Linked DNA regions of Danio rerio: region 2 is linked to region 1. The links are chromatin contacts, called in public Hi-C maps. All regions are on one chromosome and are shown on one strand. The core of a region is the stretch at or near the end of the contact, and the rest is flanking DNA. Distances in the headings are between cores, read along the strand shown. Region 1 has its middle 70 kb from the start of abhd3. Region 2 holds the start of ro60 (Ro60, Y RNA binding protein).

Region 1 (6,654 bases), core at 1,852-4,351:
TTGTCAACAAAAAGACAGTGCAGTGCCCCACATGTTTTTAGAATGTAAATGCTTGTTCGGTGTGATCACCCCTGACGGCCACAAGCATCTTGGGCGCTGCTTATGCACCCTATTTGCCTTGCGTTTTAACCACCTACTGCACCTCACATTTTTGCGGTTGCACGCTGTGCACTTGCAGTTGAAAAAAGTCTTAGTGGAAAAAACGCGTTATGTCGCATCTTTTTTAGGGCTTATGCGCCCTATTTGCCTCATGTTTTTGTCGTTGCAGGCTGTGCCCTCGCAGTTGGAAATAAGTCAACTCTGAGCGGAAAAACCGCGTTATGTCAGTCGTATCTTTTTCATTCTTCAATCAAATGAAAGCACAGGTGGGGTTTTCAGTTGAGATCATATCAGTGTTTCTGTCATCAAGACAACTAAGGAGACTTTTAAAGATGGAGGAGAGATTAGTGGTTACTATTTAGAGTTACACAAACCTGTATGACTTTACAGATCTTGAATATCACAATATTAATAAATATTACAATTATAACAACATCAACAGCAACACTCGCACACAATACACAGCTAATTTAGTCATTACCTAGCGGCATAAAAAGTGCACCGCTCTTATTTTTTTTCTTGTCAACAACAAGGCAGTGCGATGCAGGTGTTTTTGGAACGTAAATGCTCATTCGGTGTGATATAGACAATCTTCTTCTAAGCCACTGTTTTTTTTTTTTTTTTTTTTTTGCCATTTTCAGTTTTTCACAGAGATAATGTTAGTCTTGTTTTTTAATTTGCCGCTATGCTAATGCATAGATCTTTGTGACTCCTTTCTCTTTTTTAGAGAGGCATAGGAGCACAATCTCGTTTGAGTTTGAAGCAACAGTCACCAAAATGACACAATTTGGATAAAAGCTTAAAAGGGGCAGTTTCTTTACGTTAATCAGAGTTCTAAAACATTATGGGCTCTATTTTGACGGTCCATGCGCAAAGCGCAAAACGCAGGGCGCAAATGCTTTCAGGGCGTGTCAGGACGCGTTTTTGCTAATTTAAGGACGGGAAATCTGCCTTGCGCTTATTTTCTTAATGAGTTATAGGTGTGTTTTAAGAATAAACCAATTAGAGTCTCATCTCCCATTCCCTTTAAGAGTCAGCTGTGTCGCGCCAAGAGCGCATTCGATATTTACAGGACGCAAAGTAACTCTAAGTGGAAAAAATGAGCATTTCACAAGCAAACAGTTAACAGTTGACAGTTTTTTAACAGAAAACTGTTAAACAGAGCATCTACTGCGTGAGAATGAGAGATAATGGATCACTTTCGCTCTTGGATAGGAAAACCTTTACGCACAGACATCAATTAGTCTATAAATAAATACTTTTGTTTGTTAAGCGCAAATATTCGTTTCAAAACTATTTCTAAATTCAGTTCTAATTTCCAGCAAACGAATAAATGAATAATAATAGCAAAATGTGCTATATAATGAGTTATATCTTAAAACACATGCTGTGCCCCATATGGTCTAAACCTGACAGGTGGGCAAATCTAAGCTTGTTTTTAATAAAACAAATATAAATATGGATATAATAAATGATACTGCTAATAATAATAACATTATACAAAAGCAAATTGTTATGAATGAACTGAAAAAGCCTCCCGAGATGAAGAAGGCATAAAAGCAGTGGTTTTTCATATTTATGTAGGCTAGAAAATAATATGTTTTGTAATATTTTAATCCTTTATATTTATATCATATATATATATATATATATATATATATATATATATATATATATATATATATATATATATATATATATATATATATATATATATATATATATTCTTATTATATCCTATATATATATATCCTTAATATTTAAAATTTTTTCATATGTAAAGATATTTGCCTACTGCTCTCTTGTGCCTTCAAAGTGATATCCGTCAATACCAAATTTCTGTCCTTTATAAACTGTAAAAAAAATCATGGTTGTAAGCTGTAAGTAAGCTGAAGAAAGAGAACCTCACGAGTAATATGAACTAATATTATGTAAAACTAATCTAAAATAGCTTGCCTGACTTATAAAATTAAGTTAGAACATGATTAATTTAGTTTAATAAGTTACTGTGAACTAAAAACATATGCTGTCATGGCTAACTGATCATATAATTTTTACAGTGTACTTTCTTTTTTTTATTAATTATTTATTTTTATTTATTAATAATTATAAAATAAACTTTTTCAGAGTAACTGGTCAAAAATAAAATGTATTTCTGAAATAAACTCAATTCTAAAATTAAAAAAAATGTAGATGGAAAGTTTTTGACCTTTTGTCTAATCATACAAAGCTCCAAGAACACTTTTGATCACAAATGTTTTGACTCCTTTTCTGGACTTTCTGGAACGTCTCAGGACCACTGCTGTCTATGGAGGTCTCATTTAAAATATCATTATTTGTGTTCTGAAGATGAACAAAAATCTCAGGGGTTTGGAATGACGCAAGGGTGAGTAAATATTAAAGGAATTATTATTTTTAATTTCTCAATTTGTTTTTTTCAGCCATTATTGATTATTTCACTATACACTTCACTAGTACTGGGTTGGACTCCCTTTTGCCTTCAGAACTGGCAAAACTGGAAATATGCCTCAGAGATTTTGGTTCATATTGACATGATAGCAGCATGCACTGTGAATCTCCCGTAGCCATCAGTACATGGGTACACTAGACATGGTCAGCAACAATAGTCAGGTAGGCTGTGCTCAAATGGTTTGACTATTACACCACCACCACCAGCCTGAACCATTGATACAACTCAAGATGGATCCATGCTTTTCCTGCATCTCAGATGTACCAAACTGTGAATTTGTGTCTGTTTGGGCATGTAAGTAGGCCATAGGCTCTTCAGACTTTAATAGGATGTACTAAAGCATCACAAAAAAAAAAAAAAAAAAAAAACCTGAGTGCCAGATTTATTTTGGACTGAGCACTTTACACTTCAATCTAGAAACACAGAAAACTCCCACAAGCTTTCACCCTTGGCACGCATTAAGAGGATTTCCTGGATAACCAGAGTGGACTGATAATGTGTCACTCTGCTTTAATAGGGCTAAAGTTCACTTTAATTCTTTGGCTGAACTGTGATCTGATTTTATACTGAAATATATAGGACAGAGGGGACTGTATGCAAGGTTCATTACTGGTTGATGATTGATGGTTGGACTCATCAAATAACACTCACTGTTTATGGAACCTCTCATCATTACGTAAAAAAAAAAAAAAAAACATTAGTCTGTGTGTACAGTGTTGAATTGCAGTGTATAAGCTATGTTCTCTATTGTGAATATCCAACAGTTCTAGATGAGCATGGTGGGAATTTGAGCAACATCCATTTTTGACACTTTGATTAGAGAAATTTTAAATGATTAAAGGCAGAGTTTACTTGTTTTGTTTAAAAAAAAATAAAATTCCCAACTGCTGACCATCAAATTGGATTAGATCATTAGCCTCTTGCTCAAAAATGACCAAAGAGTTCTCAGATGTTCCTATTTAAAGCTGGACTGTTCTGTACCCACATAGCAAAAATTTCATTGGCCTTGCTCTGGCCCACAAAATCAACCTTTGCTTAGCCCAGATGCTTCTGTGAATGGCGGTTCATGACTGGACCAAGTCTGGCTTCCAGACAAGGTCTAAAACGGACCTTATCTGGGCAAGTCTCAGCTAAGTTAATTCTTTATTCAAAAATAAAATGTAATTTAAATATGGGTCAAACTTACATGGCCCACAAATCAGTTTTTAAACATCCGGGTGAAATACTACAGTTGACTTCTGGCCCATGTCTTGTGTGCCGCCTTAAAGACGGTGCCACCTCTGCCAAACCCAGGACATGTCTGGCCACATGCTGTATGGCAGTGCCGGATGAATGCCTGCTGTGGTAGTTTCATGCCAAATCTGGGCCAGAATTCTTTGCTATCTTGGTAGTTACATTGTGTACTAGGGAAAATGAAACGTTTGCTGTTTTCCTAGACTGATGTCTAGGCAGTGGTGCCCCCAGAAAATTTTCTTAGGGGTGGCCAGAAGAGGCCACACCAAATCTTAGGGCGGCACACAAAAATTAATGAATTGAATGTAATGTTGAAAATTGTTTCTGGTAAACAAAATAATGTGGTTTTAATTCATTTAGATAATTACTCTTGAAATATTGCTATTTATTCATTGAAATAATTCAGCAAGTACATGTGCAAACCAAATTTGTATTTAGTTTAAAAACACTTTTCATACATATATTTATTTATTTTTCACATACCTTTATTGTACCGCATACAGTATAACCCATGTCTATAATTAATGAAAATTAATAAATGAATTAATAAAACAAACAGTTGAACAAACTGAACAAAAGGCATTACTATATACACACACTCACTATATAGACCCTATGCTATAATTTATCCATATTTCTTTTTGAGCCACAATATTATTAATGCAGCTTCTTCTATTAATGTACCCTAAGGTAAATATTAAACTGCTATTGCTGTCTATTGAAGATGTATGCGTGCTATCAAAGACGATCGAGGAGGCCCGCAGTGGCGGTTCTAGTTTAAATGACACCCTGGGCAAACCACCCCATACACCCCCAACCTCTCAAATTGTTAGATTTATTTTTCAATAAACATATCAATTTGTTTATATTTATTCTAAATAAATACAATTATTAACATTATTATACAATTATTATTCTAAATAAATAACAGAAATAAATCCTAAATGTTACTGAAAACAATGTAACAACCGGAGTGATATGCCAAGATCACTTAAGAAATCTTTTGCATGAATATTATGACAATTCTATACAAAAAATAAAAATGTTTTATAAAATTATCTGTGCTCTTAGACCTGACTCATGGCCGAGAATTAATGTTATGAAGTCTTACCTCCCTGACTCTTTATTCCTGTTTTCTGCCTTATAGCCATGCTTAATGAAAGTAACATCATCATCTTATTATTTAAACTCAAGTTTTGTCGACTTTCAAAACTACCTGCATGCCGACACCTCTGCACAAAAGGCTGTTACTCCGGTTTCACACAGGGATTCACACAGGAGCACGTGAGGCGCACGGGAATGGTTCTCTGTGCACATGTGTCAGTTTGCTTTCACCAGCATTGTTTCGGTTGCACATAGAGAACGCTTGCAAAAGATGCCAACTGTGAACGACCCCTAACATCTTTATTGCCACTCACAAAAAGTTAATACACTTGCATAAAGTAAATCGTATCCCAATGCATTTAGGGGATTTATTTTTATTTTTTTTAATGTTTTTGCACCGTCTCCTCCGTGCCCATGCCTAAATCTGCCACTGGGGGAGGGAGAGGGGCAGTCATTCAGCTAAGTCAGTGGCACCAACAATAATTTAGTAGCTGCGTTTTTATTTATTTATTTATAGAAACATTAGAATTTACATAAGTACATTTAATTTAATAATATCAACAGCAAAATCATATTGGGGTGGCCCTGTGTCCAGGAGTTATGTTTTCTGTTACAGTCAGAGAACTACAACTTCAAGCCACCAAATGGACTACAAATCCCAGCATACACCGCACACACACCTAATCTCTCTGATTGCAAACACTCACAGCTGAAGCTGCTCAAGGACTCATTACACTGACTATTTATACACCACATTTGCTCACACACATTGCTGAGTGTTGTTTATTTGTTTTGTTAGTTTAAACGAACCTTTAACTTTAGGTAGCATTTTTTTACGTTTTATGTTTTTATGTTTTATGTTTTTATGTTATCTACTTCTAGCCTTGTTCCTAGTTTATCCTACCATTCTGCGGTTTTGACCATTTGCCTGTTCCTTGACAATGACTTCCGGATTATCTGTATGAACCCGATTGACCAATGCTTTCCTGACTAATGTTGAATAAATCTGCAAATAAAATTTGCTCCTCTGTGAAAGCCTCCATTTTCATTCTAGCGTAATAATCAAGAAACTTTGCTGCTGTACCATGCTGCTGCAACTGCAGGCACAATTATATTATTATTATTGATCATTATATATTAAACATTATTGTTCTTATGACAAAATAATGGTATATTAGACATGTCGCTCTAGAAAAAAAGCTACTTTTCATTTTCTGTCAGTCTTAGTACATGATGGAACTACAGAGAATCAAGCTTTGAATACAAACATTATTGAAACAATTTTTTGTAAATTTTTGAGTGAAATGCTAATGGTCTAATTTGCTTTAATGATCTGTGCTAAGCTAGAAATATTTCTGCCAGACCGGAAGATTGGCTGAACTTTAAAAGTTAAAAATTTTGCCCATAAAAAAAAAAGCAAAAAAAAAAAAAAAAAAAAAAAAGCAGTGTTTTATAATTGTATACCAATTGAGACAAGGTCCATATAGCTCTGCTACACAATTTTTTTAATTAAATTTGTTGCTAAATAAAGAAATCTGCCTTAAAAAAAAAAAAACCTTAGTATCAATATTTTGTATTGAACAATTAATGATTTTATTGCCATCCTGTGGAAAAAAAAAACAGCTAAGCAACCCCTTAACCATGGGTAAGTTATAAAAATTTACCATAGTTATTATAAATTATTAATTAAAAAAATGACCATAGTTATTATACAAAAAACATTGTTGTTGTAGTTAATTCATGACCAC
Region 2 (6,654 bases), core at 3,080-5,579, 82 kb before region 1:
CGGTGTCCTGCATAGTTTAGCTCCAACTCTAATCAAAAACACCTGAACATGCCAAAAAGTGTCTTCAAGATCACTAGAAATCTATAAGCAGGTGTGTTTGATTAGAGTTGGAGTTGAACTGTGCAGGACACCGGCCCTCCAGGACCGAGTTTGCCCATCCCTGGTATAGACAACACTGGAACATACAAAATAGAGTGAGATCAACTTAGAAAGTCACTTTTTTAATCAGCTGTAGTTTAAAATTACGCTGGGTTTTCCCTCCTTTAAGGGCTGATTATGCGGTCTGTGTCACCATATTGTTGATGGCGCTGTATCTCCAAAACTATAAATATTTAAAGTAAATAAACTGCATATTCAAACTTTCCTTATGAATAAACTGCATTGTTTCAATCAAAACAACTACATTCTCGCCCTAAAAAGCCTTATGCTGCGTTCACACCAGATGCGGCACGCGTGTCAAGCGCGAGTGATTTACATGTTAAGTCAATGCAAAAGCGCGAATAGACATCCTGCGGCGCGATATGCGCGAATAGCGCGGCGCGAATGACGCAAATTGCGCGCGAAAAACGAGCGTTTCGCGCAAATCTCTCGATTTCGAAAATCTGAACTTCAGCGTACATTCGCGCCGCGTAAACCAATCAGAAGCTTGCTCTTGTGGGGGCGTGATTGTGACGTAGAACCTGTTGTCGGTGTTCCGAGGGAAATCCTCCAGCCTTCACCGACAACAGTTCATCAAACTCGGCTTGGCTAAGTTAGAAGCACCGCTGAAAGCCTCCGTCATCTAGGTTAAGTTTCTGGAAGAGTTTATGAGCTCACAGAGCTGAATGCACCTCTGAAAGAATGTAGTGGACTCAGACACAACCCTAAAAGTATCAACGCTGTTTTTCAGTCTTCATAAAGCACATAAACACTGTTATTTTCTTCATAAAATCCATGTTAGCCATTTAGCTATGAAGCTAGAGTTTTCGGGCAGACAGAAGCCCTGCCCATCACGCGAATCCGTATCTGTTCTGATGTGAATTTGACACGCGAATGAAGTGGGGTTTGACGCACGTATGAAGCGAGTAAACTCAAATGTTCACGCAGCTATTTACGCGCAAGTAGCGCGATTTATCCGCGCGTTCCGCGTCTGGTGTGAACACAGCATTAAAAGTACATTATGTTGTCCAATAACTGCAATATTTGTCAAACTGTAATGAGTTCTGAGTAATGATCTGCTGTCAGTCTATTTGGGTGGAGTAATACGGTTTGGTAAGGAGGCTGTAGGAGTTCTGATATTGCAGAATATCTCACTGCTATCAGCCACTCAAATTCGAGAACCAGACAGAACTGTTGTATAAATAAAAATGATTAAAAAAAAATAATATTTTAATTATTATCCAAATTATCACACTTGAAATCATTAAACCATTGCTTCCTCTTCACGTCAAACCATTACTCAAGCACTCACTGTCATTAGCAGGCTTCATGTGGGACAGTCTGAGGAGGTCCTGATGGGACCAGCCTGCCCTGTGCTTGCACTTGGTCACTGCTTGCGCCAGACTTATCCCATCCTGACCATTGTACCAATCAGTCACGACCCTCCGCAGAGCCCGGCCCCACATCCCAGAGCCCTCCTTCAACTCCTTCTTATACTGCACGAATGTAAAGAGCTGCATGGGGGACCGGCAGAGTTCCTTCAGTGCCCGTAAAGCGGCCTGTCTAGTTTTACAGTCTGCATGCTGCGAGCAGACAGCCAGAGTAAAGAGGCCGGGGTTTGGACGGACAGCGCGGCCCTCCAAATTGAAGCGTCTGACCTCGTCTACCACCTCAGACCCACGACCCCCCTCGATGAGCTGCATTAAGGAGAGGGCATTCTCGATGCCCAGAGGACACTCTTTAGTGCTGTATGTGGAGCTTTCAGAGCCGTAGCAGAGGAAGCGGCGCAGACATACAGCTGCAGTCACTGATCTGTCCGCCGAGTTCAGCACCTGTTCGTTAACAACTGACAGCTGCTCTGGATGAGATGCTGGATCCATAATTAGCCGTCCTACAGACAAACATATAAAACATATACAGATATTAGACTCACAGCATAGAACATCAACACTAAGTTGCCCTTATTCTTCGCATACAAGCAGACGCAGCAATTTGAATCTCTTTGGCCTAAGCCTTCCGATCTTATTTACTTCCTTTCAATTTTAGACGTTAAAAACCCCTCGTTACACTGCTTGATGATCCAAACTGATATTTTCTCATTATATCCAGCTATGTCTGTATAGTCATGGACACACTTGTTTGTAGAACAAGTAGTTTGACCGTTTTCTGCCGTTTATCATTCCTAATCATTTCTCCCACAGAGAATCGATTCTAATACAATCACAAAAACGAGCACACTTTCACATTGAAGAATAAGGTCAATAATGTAATGATAAATAATCCAACTAATACATCTATGGTACTTTTTAAATTTCCATATATGGTAATCACCCTGAAATTAATTAATAAGTAATTAAATAAATAATTAAATAAATATATATATATATATATATATTTTTTACATTTTAAACATTACTGTGTGCACATAAATCTATTGTTCAAATATTAAATATAAACAAAAAACAATATATATCAACCATGGCAACACACATTACATGTTCCAAGAAAGTACCATGGTATTATTTTAGGAGCACCATATAGTGAGTAAAGTAAGTAATTACAAATTACCCAAACCTGCCTAGTTAACCTAATTAACCTAGTTAAGCCTTTAAATGTCACTTTAGGCTGTACAGAAGTGTCTTGAAAAATATCTAGCCAAATATTATTTACTGTCATCATAGCAGAGATAAAAATCAATTAATTAAACTATTATGTTTAGAGATATGTTGAAAACAAATCTTCTCTCCATTAAACAGAAACTGATTGCTATGATTAATAGATATATTATATAGGGCATTTATTTTGGTTTATATTTAAACAATAGATTTATATACACATAGATGGATAGATAGACAGACAGACAGACAGACAGACAGACAGACAGACAGACAGACAGACAGACAGACCTTATTTTTTATTTACTAATAACAACACTTGTCAATATTATTTATACACAATAATATTTATACTTTTATAAGTAATAATAAAAATTTTTAATATATTAGCTTACATTTTGAATTCATTTTTATATAATTAAACAACCTGTGTCTATAAATCTATTGGTTAAATATAAGAAATATATAAAATGACATATATTATAATACATCTCACTATCCATCTAAGTTATCTATCTATTTATCTATCTAGATGTAGATTTTTAATAACTAATAACAACATTTAATAATAACAATGAGTGAATAAATTATACATATATATATATATATATATATATATATATATATATATATATATATATATATATATATATATATATATATATATATATAAAATTCAACAAATGGAGAATAATATATTTTAAAAAGTCTTGTAATGTTTATACTTATAGCGTTTGTTTGTAGCTACTTATTTTTCCAAAAAGCTAAGGAAAAAAGTAAAGATGCTTGACGTTAATAACATTAAATGACTTATGCAGATTTATGTTAATAAATTGTTTATCACCTAAACCATGATATATTTTAAAGTCTCTGCTCTTCAAATCGTGTGAGACTGAGCGTATCATTTTGTTTTGTCAGCTTTATGAGGCTCAGATCACTAGCGCCTTTAATCCTGTTAGCCAGTTAGCAATTGCGAGCAAAGCCTCTTTAAAATACACTCATATAGCCTGTAAAGTTAACACTGAAGTGCTCCATCAAACCGAAACAACATCAACACTGTTCAACAACATCAAGAGCACAACCTTTAAACCAGACTCGCGATGATGAAGAAGGGAGGGGTAGACAGACATCAGTTAGCCTGATGCTAATATACATCACTATCTGGCCGCTTAATAAACTCTCTCACTCTCTGCAAGAACAGAAATGTCGCAATACGTCTTGAAAACTTTTAATAAGTCCACAAGCTTCCTACCTGTTGTTGTCCTTCTCCAAAAGTCTCTGGATGTTCCGAGAGTTACAGCTCCTCCCTTAAAATCAGACTCAAAGAAGAAGAGCAGTGCGAAGATTCCCGACTACACGATGGCTGTAGCTCAAAACCTAGTTCCCTTGCTAGGTAGACATCACTGGCTAGCATTGGAACGTGATCTGCATCTGTTTAGTTAAGACTAAACGTTTGGGTTATAATAATTTGAGGTGTATATAGATAGTTTATTCTCATTTGGAGTCGGAAAACACTGTTCATTCCTTAAAACGCCGTCTATGTAGGCAGTGTACTAGGTTGTGAGACATAGCCCAAGACAACGTCCAGACGTCGGTAAGAAAATAAGCATTTTTTTCGCTTTTGTCCTGGGAAAAGGGATCAAGTGATTAAATATCAGTAAACTTAAAATTACTTTGTAAATGTTTTGTAGAGCTTTGCAGGATAATTCTATTAATATGTCAAGTTATAGGGCAGGCTATATTTTGTTCATGAATACCCATTTTATAGGATCCCATTTATACTGTAAAAATATATATTCAAACATTAGCCTACGTTTTTCCTATGTAGGCCTATGCATTTATTTATTTAGGTTATGTGTTTATTTCAATCCCATTTTTCTCATTTTAACCCCTTAACTGTCTGTCACCTTAATGAAGTTTTCCATTAAAAATTTAAATCAGTAATAATACTCTTTTATTTAATTAATTAATTAATAAAAAAAAAAATATATATATATATATATATATATATATATATATATATATATATATATATATATATATATATATATATATGTTAGGGCTGGGCGATGTGGGAAAAAAAAATCCAGATTTTTTTATAAAGTTTATCCGATTAACGATTTTTTTTTTTTTATTGTGTAACTAGTCAACTTAAAACATTACAACCTGACTGAAGTAACATTCTCTTTATAAGTAACTTGAAAAATCATCTGGTTAAGGAACACTGTATTTTTAATGGCCATGCCATACATAAATTGGACGACAAGGTGTAAATTAATGTAAAACAAATTCACGAGTTAGATATCGTTGCAGAAGATTTAATGTTGACACACAATAATGATAACTTTATTTTTCATGCTAAATATTTATCACACGTTTTCTAATAGTTTAACCCAGTGGGATATTGTATCATATTCACATTAATATTTCATGCAGTTTACTTCACTATATTGCAATTAAACCCTAATCTTTAAAACTTTTTGGATTGTTTATTTATTTGGATGTAATTTAATCTATTTTAATATAGCTATATATTAATTAATTAATAAATTAATGAATGAATGAATGAATGAATTAATTAATTAACTAATATAGCTAGTTCATGCAGCTGCTAGAGTGCTTTCTAAAGAAATATGATCATATTATTACTCCAGTTCTTTCATCATTGCATTGGCTCCCTATTAAATATTGTATAAATTTTTACAATTTTATTGACTGTCTACAAAGCCATGAAAGGCTTAGCTTCCCAGTATTTGAGGGAGCTCCTGGTGTATTATAGCCCCTCACGTCCACTGCGCTCAATTAATTCTGAACAATTGATTATTCCCAGAATATCAAACTCAACTGTAGGCAGTAGATCTTTCGCTGATCTAGCAACTAAACTCTGAAACAGCCTTCCTAGCACAATTCGCGAAGCAGACACACTCTGTCAGTTTAAATTTAGATTAAAGACATCTCTTTGCATAAGAATACACATAAAACACAAATGCTGTCCTCTAAAGGATTGTTAGTTTGCATTATTTAGGGCAACCTTAGCCGGGAACACTTCCCTAAAGACATTATAATTTGGACGGCATCTGCACTTATCTTTTTTTATTTGATTCCCGAGGTTTCCATAATCATGGACCAGGCTGTATCCTGAGCAGCTGCTGTGGTGGTAATGGAGGAGTGGAGAACATCAGACTGATCCTTGTAAGACCCTAGTGACAGACCAGTCCTAGCATTGATCCTGAAGGGCCAGCCTGTACACCAGATGCTCTCCCACATGTAGCTTCTCCACGATGGATTCGTGCGTTCTCCAGCCTCCAGCGCCTAGATTGCAGTTCTGCACAAGACCTTTGGCCATAGGAGAAATGGTCATGCCCCCAATATACCTGGTTTCTCTTAATGCTCTCAGTGAAAATTAAACCACACTAAACTGAACTACAACACAAAACTGGACTTATACTGTTTCAGTTTACTATTATCTTCTATGTGAAGCTGCTTTGACACAATATATATTGTAAGAGCGCTATACAAATAAAGATGAATTGAATTGTATATTTATAGTTATGAATTGAATAATTAAAATTTTGATTTCATTGTAGTTTGTTTAATTTTCCTGTTTTTTTGTATATTTTAACCACGTTTTATTATATGTTATTTGTATTGCAAATTAAATTAAGAGAAATTTTAATTTGTTTATTTTACACTTCAATGCCTTTTTGAAGCATCTAACATTTCTATAGACCACTATCAGTCCTATATAAAACCTCTTATATATAGCAAGAAAATAATTTTTATAGATATTATAAATATGATTAGGGCGAGGCAGTGTCGCAGTAGGTAGTGCTGTCACCTCACAGCAAGAAGGTCGCTGGTTCGAACCTTGGCTCAGTTGGCGTTTCTGTGTGGAGTTTTG

What was found. Hi-C and Micro-C count contacts between places; a contact is called where the count stands out from the background.
Region 2: a Hi-C map of an unstated tissue shows a contact between it and region 1, with 2.1 times the contacts expected there. The contact joins the promoter of ro60 here to the enhancer-like site in region 1. A contact is called at or near these places in 3 of 18 Hi-C or Micro-C datasets (caudal fin, hematopoietic stem cells and an unstated tissue) and 2 of 4 datasets of contacts at active chromatin or transcription factors (embryo and pancreas).

What each region holds. Positions count from the first base shown.
Region 1 is chr2:12,267,413-12,274,066 of GRCz12tu, reverse strand. No RefSeq gene overlaps it. Among named protein-coding and RNA genes, the nearest start is that of abhd3, 70 kb to the left of the region's middle. Within about 2 kb of position 3,101, at least 4 of the 62 cell types and tissues checked have an H3K27ac peak or open chromatin away from gene starts, as enhancers often do.
Region 2 is chr2:12,350,230-12,356,883 of GRCz12tu, reverse strand. It overlaps ro60 (Ro60, Y RNA binding protein), which reads right to left and starts at 4,329. Exons shown (of 9, transcript NM_001037397.2): 1 at 4,006-4,329; 2 at 1,451-2,029. The coding sequence starts at 2,018. LOC141377818 (a long non-coding RNA gene) reads left to right here. Exons shown (of 2, transcript XR_012390801.1): 2 at 5,863-6,337.